2 separate regions of the Anas platyrhynchos genome follow, and region 1 is linked to region 2. A link is a contact called in public Hi-C data. All regions are on one chromosome and are shown on one strand. The core of a region is the stretch at or near the end of the contact, and the rest is flanking DNA. Distances in the headings are between cores, read along the strand shown.

Region 1 (5,744 bases), core at 784-3,283, 58 kb before region 2:
CTGTGTCATTTACCTCAATGGAGAAATCACAAACAATCATTTACGTTCAGTTTTCTAAGCTTAAAGAGATTTCTGGCAGTTAGGAAATTATCTCAGCAGCTCTGTATTTTTTAATTATTTGAAGGGAAATTGTCAGCTGGCAATGAAATGTTTGAGGAAAACAACAGATTTACACAAGATAGCTAAATGCATATATTAACATTCATTTCTAATCATCTATTTAAAACAGTCTTTTAATACTACATATAAAAAGGATGGCGGGAAACAACAGAAAAATGTTGAAGTACATCCCATGATCCTATCAGAATTCATTTAAGGCATTTTTCTTGAAAATTAATGCAGGTCTAACATCAGGATGGGCCAGCTATGAGGTAATCACTCTTTCTGTGCATCTCAGAAACCTCCTACTGCAAAAAAAGTCTAAGCATCAGTATCTACTACAACAACTAACCAGCTTATCTCAATTATTAATTGCTTGTGTTTTTCAGAAAATAATGATTCAATTCTCTGTTTGTATGCACACTGTAACAGGGCAGAAATCAAAGACCAGAAAGCATATATTTTAGCTCCCAGGAGCTAAATTAAGGTTTTCCAGGCTAAAGGTGCCACTTGCTTCTGTCATGTGTCACACTACAGGCAAGAGAACCTCTAACCACTGTTTTTAATAGTTTGCCTAGACAACTTGTGCTGAAAGCCTAACCTCCACTAAGAGCATCTCTATAGGGTCTCTTCAAATAGTTATCCACTAGCAGGAGTAATAAGGGAGAAGTAAGCATGCTTATATATTGAGACAAAAAAAAGACAACTCACAAGAAATCTACAGTAAAAGAGAGACAACTCTAGGAACTGGAGGTGGTGAGAGAAACATTTACTTAATTGCCTGAAGTAATGGCCCCACTGTTAATGAGTACAGGAGGTGTAAGGAACCAGATCACATCTGACAGGGAGGTAGTTCCTGTATAAGGATTCTTGAAACAAACCCACAGTCTGTGCTTGAGAAATAAAGCTTGGTATTTTTATTACACGAGTGCATACTGCCCCCAAAAGGCAGCATCTCACTCTTCCACTCTCATGGTTGCTTTTTTCTGCTGGTCTCTTTTGCCTGCACTAACTTTTACTGCAGATGTCAAGTGATGCTCATCAGGAAAAAAATCCCACCTTCATGTACAAAAGGATGGAATCTGAGCAGACCGTGACTATTCACAAGTAAGAAGGGCAACAAGGATGACCACAGGTAGGTAATGCTGCGGTACGAACGAAGGCTAAGTGAACTGGGACTCTTCAGACTAGAAGGAAGACAACTGGAAAGTGACGTGATGCTTGCACAGAAAATAACAAGAGGCCTCAAACATTTAAAATTAATATTTTAAATACTAGCCCCAAAAGACACTTTGCTGTAAGCAGACCTTAGTGTTTTCCGAAATGCGTAGTCCAGTGGCAGCACACACGCTGTGATCAGAGAAGCGAAGAGGAGTGATCCAGGAGGAGGCCAGGTGCATGAGCGGGGTGCAATCCACACAGGAGAGGAGCCCAAGAATGGCCAGCAGCGAAATGCCGTGCCTCTGTGCCTCTGTGCCTCAGTGCCTCAGCGCCTCAGCCCTGCAGGGACGCCGCCCGCTGCCAGGGCGCAGGCCCACGCCTGTGAGGCAGCCAACACGGGGCTGCGGGCTCGGGGGGCTCTCTATTACCTGAGAGGAAAGTGTTGGGAGCTGGGCTCTTCTCGCAGATAACTAGCGGTAGGACTAGAGGCGATGGCCTCAGATTACACCAGGGGAGGTTTAGGTTATAATTTGGGAGATTTTTCTCCTCAGAAAGAGCGGCCAGGCGCGGGGTTGCCCAGGGAGGTGGTGGCGTCACCGTCCTGGGGGGGGTCAAGGAAAGGTTCCTGGGGACGTGGTGTGGTGGGTGGCAGTGGCAGCAGGGGGGTGGCTGGGCCAGATGCTCCTGCAGGGCTTTTCTTACCTTAGCGGCCCTGTGGCTCCGGGCTCTGCCGAGAAGCGGCAGCGGGCGGCCGCCAGGAGGAGCCCCCGGGCCGGGCCGGGCGGCTCGGGCGGGAAGAGGCGGGAAAGGGGGGGGCGGCCGAGCCCCTGCAGGGGAGCTGCTCCGAGCCTCCCAGGGGAGTGCTGCTCAAAGCGCTCTAGCTTTCAGACACAAGCTGTTTCTACTCGTTCGAAAGCTTACACTGGCTTCCATTCCACATACGACCGCTGGATTTACGCACATTACAGTGGTTTTGCGTTTTCTGCTACTCGGGGTAGCCCTAAGAGCAGCTCACGGTTCCCATGTCTGAAATCCGCCCCGGCGCAGAGGTGAGGGACCCCTGCCCCAGGGCTGCCCCCAGTGCGTGAGGTGACAGCCGGGCGAGCTGCGTGCCTTCCCCTGCCACATGGTGCTCTGCACAGGCTAATTCCTGCTGTGCCTCTGCAGGCAACAAACCCAGTCAGAGCTGGGAACCTTCTGCGAGGCACTTAACTGCAGATCCGAGTGAGAAGGAAGAATTGTTTAACAAGTATAATGCAACACGAGGAACGGCACGTTTCTGTGACAATGTCCAGTTCAAACACAACAGCCTGTGAGAGCTTACTGTTCTTGAAAAGTCCTTTTCAGATAAGGCATCTATTTGTGAGCTAGGGCACTTTGCAAGAGTTGCTTCAACACAACAAGACCGACACCACCAGGCAATTTACATTTGTAAATAGAGGTCTGCAACTGTCAGATGTTTAGTTGCTGGTTTTGCAGTGCCCTCAGACAAGCTCTACACTTCTTGCTTCTATCTCTTCATTTGCAGGATGATGATGGCACTTCTAAGCCCTATAAATCATGGACAGAGCCATGACTGGCAACTGGTCCATAAAGAATGAAGACTTGTTAACAGTCAGTGAAGTTATGCCAACTAACATCCCCCGCAAAATTGCTCTGTTCTTGCTGTGGGTGTATTCATTTAGGCAATGAATATCAGTGTGTGGGATTAACCAGACAAACCTGTAGCCAGTGAGAAATGAATATTATGTAGGGTGTGCATCACTCTCAGCAATCCATGATTAATACTTGCTTCTACCAAACTTTATGCTTTTCATAAATTCCAGAATACCAAGCTCTGGTTTGCTCAGGTGTCTTTCTTTTTCTAACTTCAGCACACTGGAGGTTGTGGCTCCCCAGGTGATTTGCAAAGAAAAAACAAGAAAAAAAAATGGGGGGGGGGACGGGGACACGAACTAGTTTTTGTGTCAAACTTTAATGCGCATCCCCACTGCAAGCAGAATTGCATTGCTGTTTGTGGTTTAAAGTCCCCAGGGCAGTTTGCCACGGCCAAAGGAAATGTTTACTACAGCTGTGAGATGTTACGTGCTGTTGATTTTAATTGCTTTTCAAAATGTGAAGACAACTGTGATATTTGGAAAAGATGGGTGAGCTGCACTAATAAGCTCTGTTTTGAAGCAGATCTAGTTCACACTGTGCCATTCAGGCTTCTCTACGAAACCTTGCCAGTACCCTGGGGAGTTGGGAAGGAAAGGAAGGATCTTAGGCATGCCCTACCTGGCCAAAGAAGTGAACCTGGTTAACAGTTTATTTGGAGCTGTATCAACAGAGGCCTGTGTCCTTTCTTGCAGGATTCTACAGTAAAAGCAGCAAGTGTTAACCACAGAGCTACAGAGATGCTGCATTAACCCCCTATTTTGAGTAAAAGCAATGCTGAACATCAGATTTAGCAAAAGTTATTTGGTTCAAGTAGGAGCTGTCTTAGGAATTAGCAGTTTGCTACTTATAGGAGAAATAGGGAGCCAGAAATGCACCTTGGTTGAGGGCTTTGAAGGGCTCCTCAGATCTTTGGGAACACTCCAGTTCCAGACTGATGTCCATCTGGAGGCTGTTCCCAAAAGGTTTTAGACCCTGTTTCCGGCTGGTGATGAATGAAGCAAATTAATTACTTCTGCTGGACAATCAGTATTCTGGGATTTTGACTCACCTAGAAGTGGGTCGGATGTGCAGTGTGGGTGCTGATGACAGCTGGGTGGTCTTGAGTGATGGGAAATGGTGCAATTCTCTTCATCCAGCCCCTGGTAATCCAAGAGCGTAGGCTTCTTCCGGGGACTTGTGTAGAGTTTCATCCCCAAACATAAGAGTGCTTTTCTCACTAGCATGAGCTGAGCCAAACAAGTGTCTTGTCAGATGGTCAGGAAGATTTGCTTCAGGAAAGCTGTACTCTGCAGACCCCACAGCCAGTTTTTTGTTTTGTTTTGTTTTCTTCAGCTGTGAGCAAACCTAGCAATAAAGTCAGACAAGACATAATCAAAGGAAACTAGTGCAACCTGGCAGATTCAAAAAGAGTAGCTGGAGCAAAGCTACTGCTATCATCCTGTCATTCCCAGATAACCAGCCGCTTTACGATAAAACAGGATGTAAATGGGATTTTTGATCGTGGCTCCCAGTTTCTATTCCTCCATGACAGCTAGGAGTGACACCTTGTATGCAAGTTGCTCAGCTCAAGCTGGAGCACCTGGAGTTACATACCTACTTAGAAATACAAGATCTTCAGAAATGCTTAAGTAATTTCAAAGCAAGCTCTGGGTGTTCAGCATCTCTGGGGAAAAATATTAAAATAAAAATAGTCTGCTGTTATGTGCCAAATATTTCTTCTTGGATGGCTGATCTCACACATTCTGGCTCACCTCTCCTTTGACCTCTCTGAGACCTATTTTCCTCCTCTAGATTATGAAAATAGTTATATCTTTCTCTGTAATTTGGCTGAACAATACAACACAAATACTAGTTATGATTAATTGCTATCATCGTCACACAACAGGAATAGATAAATCATTAATTTCACCATTTCTAAAGATATTGGCTTTCAAGCTGTTTTAATGACAGGCTATATGAAAAAAATACAGCCACTTGCACATACCTACCTTGCAGAAATTACAGCCAAAGCCACAGTCTTACTAACACGGGCATTATCTGTTAATAAACAGGCATTTAGGATTTCTTTGCATAAACAATTACAGGCAGGTCTGAGCAATCAGAGGCAAGTCCATGCCAGCTGACTTCACCGCCCAGTCCCAGGTGCCCGTGAACAAGAAGGGACTGTTGGCAAATTCTACCTGCCCAGGCCCTGAGCGCACCTCCCCTGCTCCGGGGTTTGGCTGCCTGTGCATGAGGCCCAGACTCAGCAGTAACCTGGCTCAGACTGCTGCAAGAAAGAGCTGAGGAACCGGGGCCTGCCCTGCTTTTGCTCGGGAAGTGCTGCAGCTGGAGCCCCCAGCCTTGGTCCTTGCCCAAGCTACGCTGAGGTGTGCCTGGTCTCGCATCAGCCTCACCATCCTCCTGGCCTGACCTTAGCCATGCCTGGCCACTGCAGGGCACCAGGCCAGCAGGACGTGAGGATGATGCTGGTGATGGTCACTGTGCCTGCCGGTGCGGGCACAGCCCCTCCTGCCTCATGGTGACTGGATCTGAGATGCAAGAAAAAGGATCCCAAACTGTTTATCTTGGACAAACACATATGGCTGACTACACTGGGTGAGCAGAGGTCACTTCATACTTATATGCCAGTGATGGCTCAGCTTAAAGCTATATTGTGAATCTATGCACACATTTGTGCTTAGATGGATGGGTCTCCCAGAAACTCTACCCCTACAAGACAGCTGCCTACCTGATCCTCACAGGTGAACTGTCCATGTCTGGCAAATACACACAGAAAGTTTCTGTAATCTAAAATGGAGAGTGCTGAGTGCATTCAGCACAGG
Region 2 (5,574 bases), core at 104-2,603:
TCTTCACTTATTATGTAAGGGTTGTGTATTTTTTTTTTTTTAAGTGAATAAAAGTTACAGAGTAATTTTAAAATCCGCATTGTTTTTCCTGGAATTTATTACCTAGAATAAGATCAGTGCACAGCCAGTATTCTAGAGTGAAGAAAGTGCAATGGAGATTCTACCTTCACATTATCCACCCTATTTCTTAAAGGATCAGTTTGCTTGTGATATTCACTCACCACAGAGAGAGTGAGGAAAATTAACCTCCTGAGATGCAGAAAGATTTGTTCTTTACCTATGTTCACTTTGACTTCCAACTTGATCTGTTTCTCTTGACGCGGTTCCTGCCATCCAGTCAATGTGGATTCAGCATGCTTTTAGCAGAGGTGAGGTCTGTTCTCACATGAGCCGGAAGAGCTGATAACATAACAACAACAACAACAACAAAAGGTATAGAGAATGTAAGCACCTGAATAAGTGCATGCTTATATCACAGACTCAACAGAAAAGGGGGGAAAGAAAACTACGCTATTCTCTTACCAGTGAAGTTACATGCCAAACACATAAGGGTGGCCTCCTTAAGCTGTGAATAGCCCAGCTGTGAGAAACATTGCAAGGGAAATTCACATCAATCCCTGCTCTAAAGCAGTCCCTGCAGAAACTGCTTTTTATCTGCCACACAGCCCACAGAGACCTGCCTCGGCTTAGTCACCTGCAGTACCTGAAGGCAGACAGGACGGCTGTGCCCACAAACGCTACGTGCCCATGGTGTTCTTCACTACAGTGCCACAAGGTCACAGCATGAGGAGAAAACGCACTGGCAGGGCACAGAGAAGGCAGCTTTTCAGGGTTTTCAGGGCCTGCATTTTTTGCACAGTTGACATCACCAATTCCATCTAACGAAATGGCTGCGCTTCAAGTATTTCTGTGGAAGGCAGACACTGCTCGGCGAACGGCGGGTTTCTGAGGAGCAGGGACAGCGACGCTCCCAGCCCACACGGCTGCGGCCACAGGTAGGGCCTCCATCAGGTGCCGGCAAATCCTGCCCTCGGCCCCCCGGAACCCATGTAATGCCCTTCATGGCTGGGGGGCTAGGGCTTCTCTCACTGGGATAACCCCACAAAAACCCGAGGACAACACACCACGCTCCTTCGCGTCTCCAGGCGTGTTTGGACACGAGCCGTTCTGCTCACGGCCGCCGCTCGCGTTTCTCTTTTGATTTTACAACTTCTCGTAAAAGCTGCCGGAGGCCGCGGGGAGGCCGAAAGCAGCCTCCCTGCCCCACGTGGACCTCGGCCCGGCTGCCGGTGCCCCCCGAAACCGAAAACCCCCGCCCTGAGTCACCCCGCGGCGAGGTGAGCCCGGGGGACGGCCCGGGGGGCGGCCCGGCCCGGGGCGGGCGGGGAGCGGCGGCGGCACCGCCCCGGCCGGGCCTTTATAGCGCCCGCCCCAGGCTGCTGCCGGCACAGCTTCGGCCGTGCGGTGCCTGGCCTCCTGCCCCGCTCCTGGGCTGGTAAGTGCCGCTCCGGGCTGTATCGGCACGGAGAAGCCATCGCTGCTCGCGGTGTGGGGACGGGGCAGGGCGCTGCTGCCCCGGGGTGCCGAGGGGAGAGGCCGCTCCCGGCCGCCGCGTGGTTTGCAGCAGAGATAGGCGCGCTGAGGGATGGGCCTGAGAAAATAATCATTTAGGGGACTGAGTGACTCGTATAGCTGCTAAGCGCCTTTAAAAATAGCTGTCCTCAGGTGATTTGTGCTGAAGGGAGAGTGCGCCTGCAGAAATGCGAGCTGCATCTGAGCAGTGTGCGTGAGGCACGGCTTGCCTTCTGAGCTGCTTACAAAGCAGGGGGTGCAGCTGCATTAGCAGTTCGCTTGGGACTGGGTCTGCATTTTTTAAACGAATGCACTGATGCTCTCCCACGCTTTGGTTTGTGCCCCAGGGTGGCCTGTACTTGTACTGCAGTGCTTTGAATTAAGCTGGAAGATGCACTGAGATGGCAGTAGGCGCTCTGTTTGGTGACAGAACAGCTAGTGCAACCTGAAAGCCTGGGGTGCAGAAACAACGTGGGGCACCAACTCTAGTCTGCGGGGGGGAAAAAAAAAAAGCTAATGTAGATGAAAGGAAAGTTCCTGTGGAGTCTCCTAATGATTCTTTATAGTTACCTTACTATTGTTTTTAATGAACTGAGGGTGCATTCTTCCTCCCCAGAAAGAAATTCCCTGACTTGAACTGTATTTCTTCTTTTTAAAAAAAGGAGTACTTTGTAGCTCCTTCCTGCATCACTTTTCCAGACTAGTCTTTTTTAATAGCCATTTGGGAGGATTGCTACCATATGAGCTTGATGACAAGAAGTAGCTGCCTGTAAGAGGTCAAGGCAGAAGGCATTCCAAGCCTCTCTAATACCTCTCAGTGAGGTAACCGCAAGACCAGACTGTCAAGAGTTTGTGGTAGGCAGGGTTATGCAAGTGCCCAGCATCAACATGATGCAGCTGACAGCTACCGAGGTACTGAAAACATGAGCTTTCCCTTCCAGGTCTTAAAAGGGCTGTTCAGTGCTCTTAGGAGTCTTGCTACGAGGTAGTAATGATCAGTTAGATAGGTACAAACTGCTGGACTGCAATTAAATCCATCTGCCACTTTCTGACTGTTAGTCTATGCTGCAGTATCCAGGACTACAGATTTTTCCTATTTCCCTGTCTCATTTATTTGCATGTCACAAAATCTGGCTACGTATTTAAATGTACAAAAAAAGCTTCAAGCAATGAAACAACCTTTTGTTGAACTTACGGCAATAATATGCAATCTTCCACAGTAAGCGACCTCTTAATTTTCGTCAGTTGTATCGTGACTTACACTGAAACCAAGTAAGACAACAGAAAGCTGATGCTGCAGGCTACAACATGCTACTAAATTCTCTTTCCTTTTCAGAATCAAAACAAAACAGAAGAGGAACGAAGTGAGAAGTTAGCTAACACCATGAAGCTATTAATCTTCCTCTCAGTAACCCTTGCCACTCTTGTCACGGGACTAGATCCAGTAAGTTTTAAAATAAATTAGAGGGGTTCTAGTTGGAACCACTTTTATTTCTTTGATTATACTTCTGCTTTGGACAGGGTACTAGGAGTTCAATCTGAATGCTTCTTTCTGCTGCCTTTGCATGTACGTTTGCTGCACATATACTTCCAAGAAACCTTTTTGAACCCTTTGATTTCCTTCTGATTTTCTTCTAACTTAAGGTGTCTTCTAGAGCACAAATAGTGAAGACACCATGCAATAACCAAGAAATTTATCTTATATTTTCTCATAATGCAATCTAGTTTTGGACACCAAGTACCAAGAATCTGATAGCCTTTCATGCAGGTGGATATTAGACCTTAAGTAAAGTTCCACCTTACCTTACTTGAGTGCAAAGCCTTAAAAAAAAAAGCAATGGACTGAGTATTTTTGACTCAGAACTTATGTGACAGTTAACATCTATTAGTAGAGCCATTTCCTGATATTAAGGAATTATGTTGCTACTGTGACACTTCAGCTCAGACAAACCCCCTTGACCCCTGTAAAAAGACTAGTTTTATCTCTTTATCCATGGGAGCAAATATCCAGCCTGCAAAGTGGAGGCAGAACCTGGAGTTCGGGTTGAAAATCTATTGTTGTGTAAATCTACTGGCTATTATCCCATAGCACAAACACAAAACATGAAGGTCACTAAAAGGACAGGCAGCTGGAGGATATTTCATCTTTGTACTGCTTAGGAACTGAGAGGTGGGGAGGGAGAAATCTGATTCCACAGGGACCCTTGAGAGCTGCCCAGGTCCTCACAGAAGAAATACCTGCAGTGTTGACCTGATGTGGTGGACTGAGTTGGTAAAGGTTTTTCAGACTGTTAGTTTTGGTTTTATTTTTTTCTCCTTTTTTGGTATGGCATTTTCTTGTCTGTGCTGCTGAAACTATGTTCCACTTTGCATTTGCATGCAGACTCTGCAGAGCAAGTTGAGCTGGTAACTATGAGCAAAAACCTTTTAAAGCATTGGGGAGAGCATGCAGTAGGGAACACAGCTTAGGCATGTAATGGGTAACAAAAAAAAAACAAACAAAAGTTTCCTTAAATATCTTTTTTCTTCCCTGTAGGCTTATGGCATGAAGCACTACAGACCATCACATAAACACAAGGGTAAGTATCTGCCTGTTAATTTAAAAAGAGCTTGTTAACCTTGATGAAGGGACTTTTTAATGACACTTAAACAGAAAACTTAGTTTGCAACTACACTTCACTTTACTTCAACATTTAAATATTTTGCCTTTAATTAGTGGTTTTCTACTTGCAGACTGTCACTGTCTGAATGGAGGAACATGCGTTACCTACTACCTCTTCAGCAGAATAAATCGTTGCCTGTGCCCAGAAGGTTACGGTGGGCTTCACTGTGAAATAGGTAGAGTATCAATCTTCCTTGATAATAGCTGAAGTAATTGGAGAGATGAGCACATAATACTTATGAAGTGCTAAGTGAAAACAGTACCCATAAAACATGAGTGGATATCCTGCAGCACCTTATACTAATAGATTATTTGAGGAGAACTGGCTAAATACTGGAGCAAAACTGGGATCTCTAGTTCTGTCCCTGCTTCCTCACAACTGTTCCCTATTTCCTCGTTCATGTTTCACTTTGTAAAAATAAATGATCTTCTTTGGGAGTGTCCAGAGGAGGAAACAATTATATTCTGAAGTACAGTGAAGTTGTTAAAACAACATAAATGCTTTAAAGCATGAGGTATTTGATGTGCAAAATTCAAATAGAAAACATTAAATAGGAACACTATAATCAGCCATCTGTTTTCACTTCTAATGCATGCTTTTTCATAAAAATGGTCCAGACATTGTTGTATCTGTTCTGTGGTAGAAGTAAAGGTTTTGTTTCTTTTCAGATGATGACAGTACATGCTACACTGGGAATGGGGAGAACTACAGAGGAACAGCAACTGAACCAGAGTGCTTACTATGGGATCTTCCTTCAGTAATCAAGAGAGGTGCTTACCATGCTGACATGAAGAATGCTCTGCAGCTTGGACTGGGCAAACACAAGTACTGCAGGTAAGATGATACATCCATCTTCCTGTGATGGCATTCCTAGAAATGTCTTGAAGGATGGTACATTTTTTAAAGGAGTAAAAGCTATGATGAAAGCTACCAATTCTGTGTTCAAACAGTCACTTTCTCTGGCATATCTTGCAACAGAGCACCTCTGGCCTTTCCAGGACAGTTAAAAATCTAAGACAACCATTTCATAAACTGTGTTAATGACATGCATACTTCCTGTATCTTCCAGAAACCCAAATGGACGGAGCAGGCCCTGGTGTTACACCTGGAGGGGATTCTCCCTTCAAGAAACACCCTGCAACGTAGATAAGTGTGGTAAGTAACATTACTTTCAAGAGAACTGTTTCTAACAGAGGATATGCTTGTCTGTCATGTGAATATCTGAATGAAATGTAGATCTGAATGATATCTTCCTCACAGAGCGCACATGTGGTCAGAGAAGCATCAGCAAGTACTTCAAAATTGTTGGTGGAAGGCAGGCTGAGGTTGAGTCTCAGCC

Evidence for each region. A called contact is a pair of places that touch in the nucleus more often than the background predicts.
Region 1: a Hi-C map of subcutaneous adipose tissue shows a contact between it and region 2, with 2.3 times the contacts expected there. The contact joins the enhancer-like site here to the promoter of PLAU in region 2. A contact is called at or near these places in 4 of 8 Hi-C or Micro-C datasets (F1 follicle, skeletal muscle and subcutaneous adipose tissue).

Annotation. Positions count from the first base shown.
Region 1 is chr6:19,359,235-19,364,978 of IASCAAS_PekinDuck_T2T, reverse strand. No RefSeq gene overlaps it. Among named protein-coding and RNA genes, the nearest start is that of CAMK2G, 13 kb to the left of the region's middle. Within about 2 kb of position 2,033, at least 4 of the 8 cell types and tissues checked have an H3K27ac peak or open chromatin away from gene starts, as enhancers often do. A contact at or near this core is called in subcutaneous adipose tissue, where this site is marked.
Region 2 is chr6:19,300,318-19,305,891 of IASCAAS_PekinDuck_T2T, reverse strand. PLAU (plasminogen activator, urokinase) reads left to right here and starts at 1,353. Exons shown (of 11, transcript XM_027459832.3): 1 at 1,353-1,495; 2 at 2,909-3,016; 3 at 4,109-4,151; 4 at 4,306-4,410; 5 at 4,904-5,069; 6 at 5,305-5,390; 7 at 5,472-5,574. The coding sequence starts at 2,957.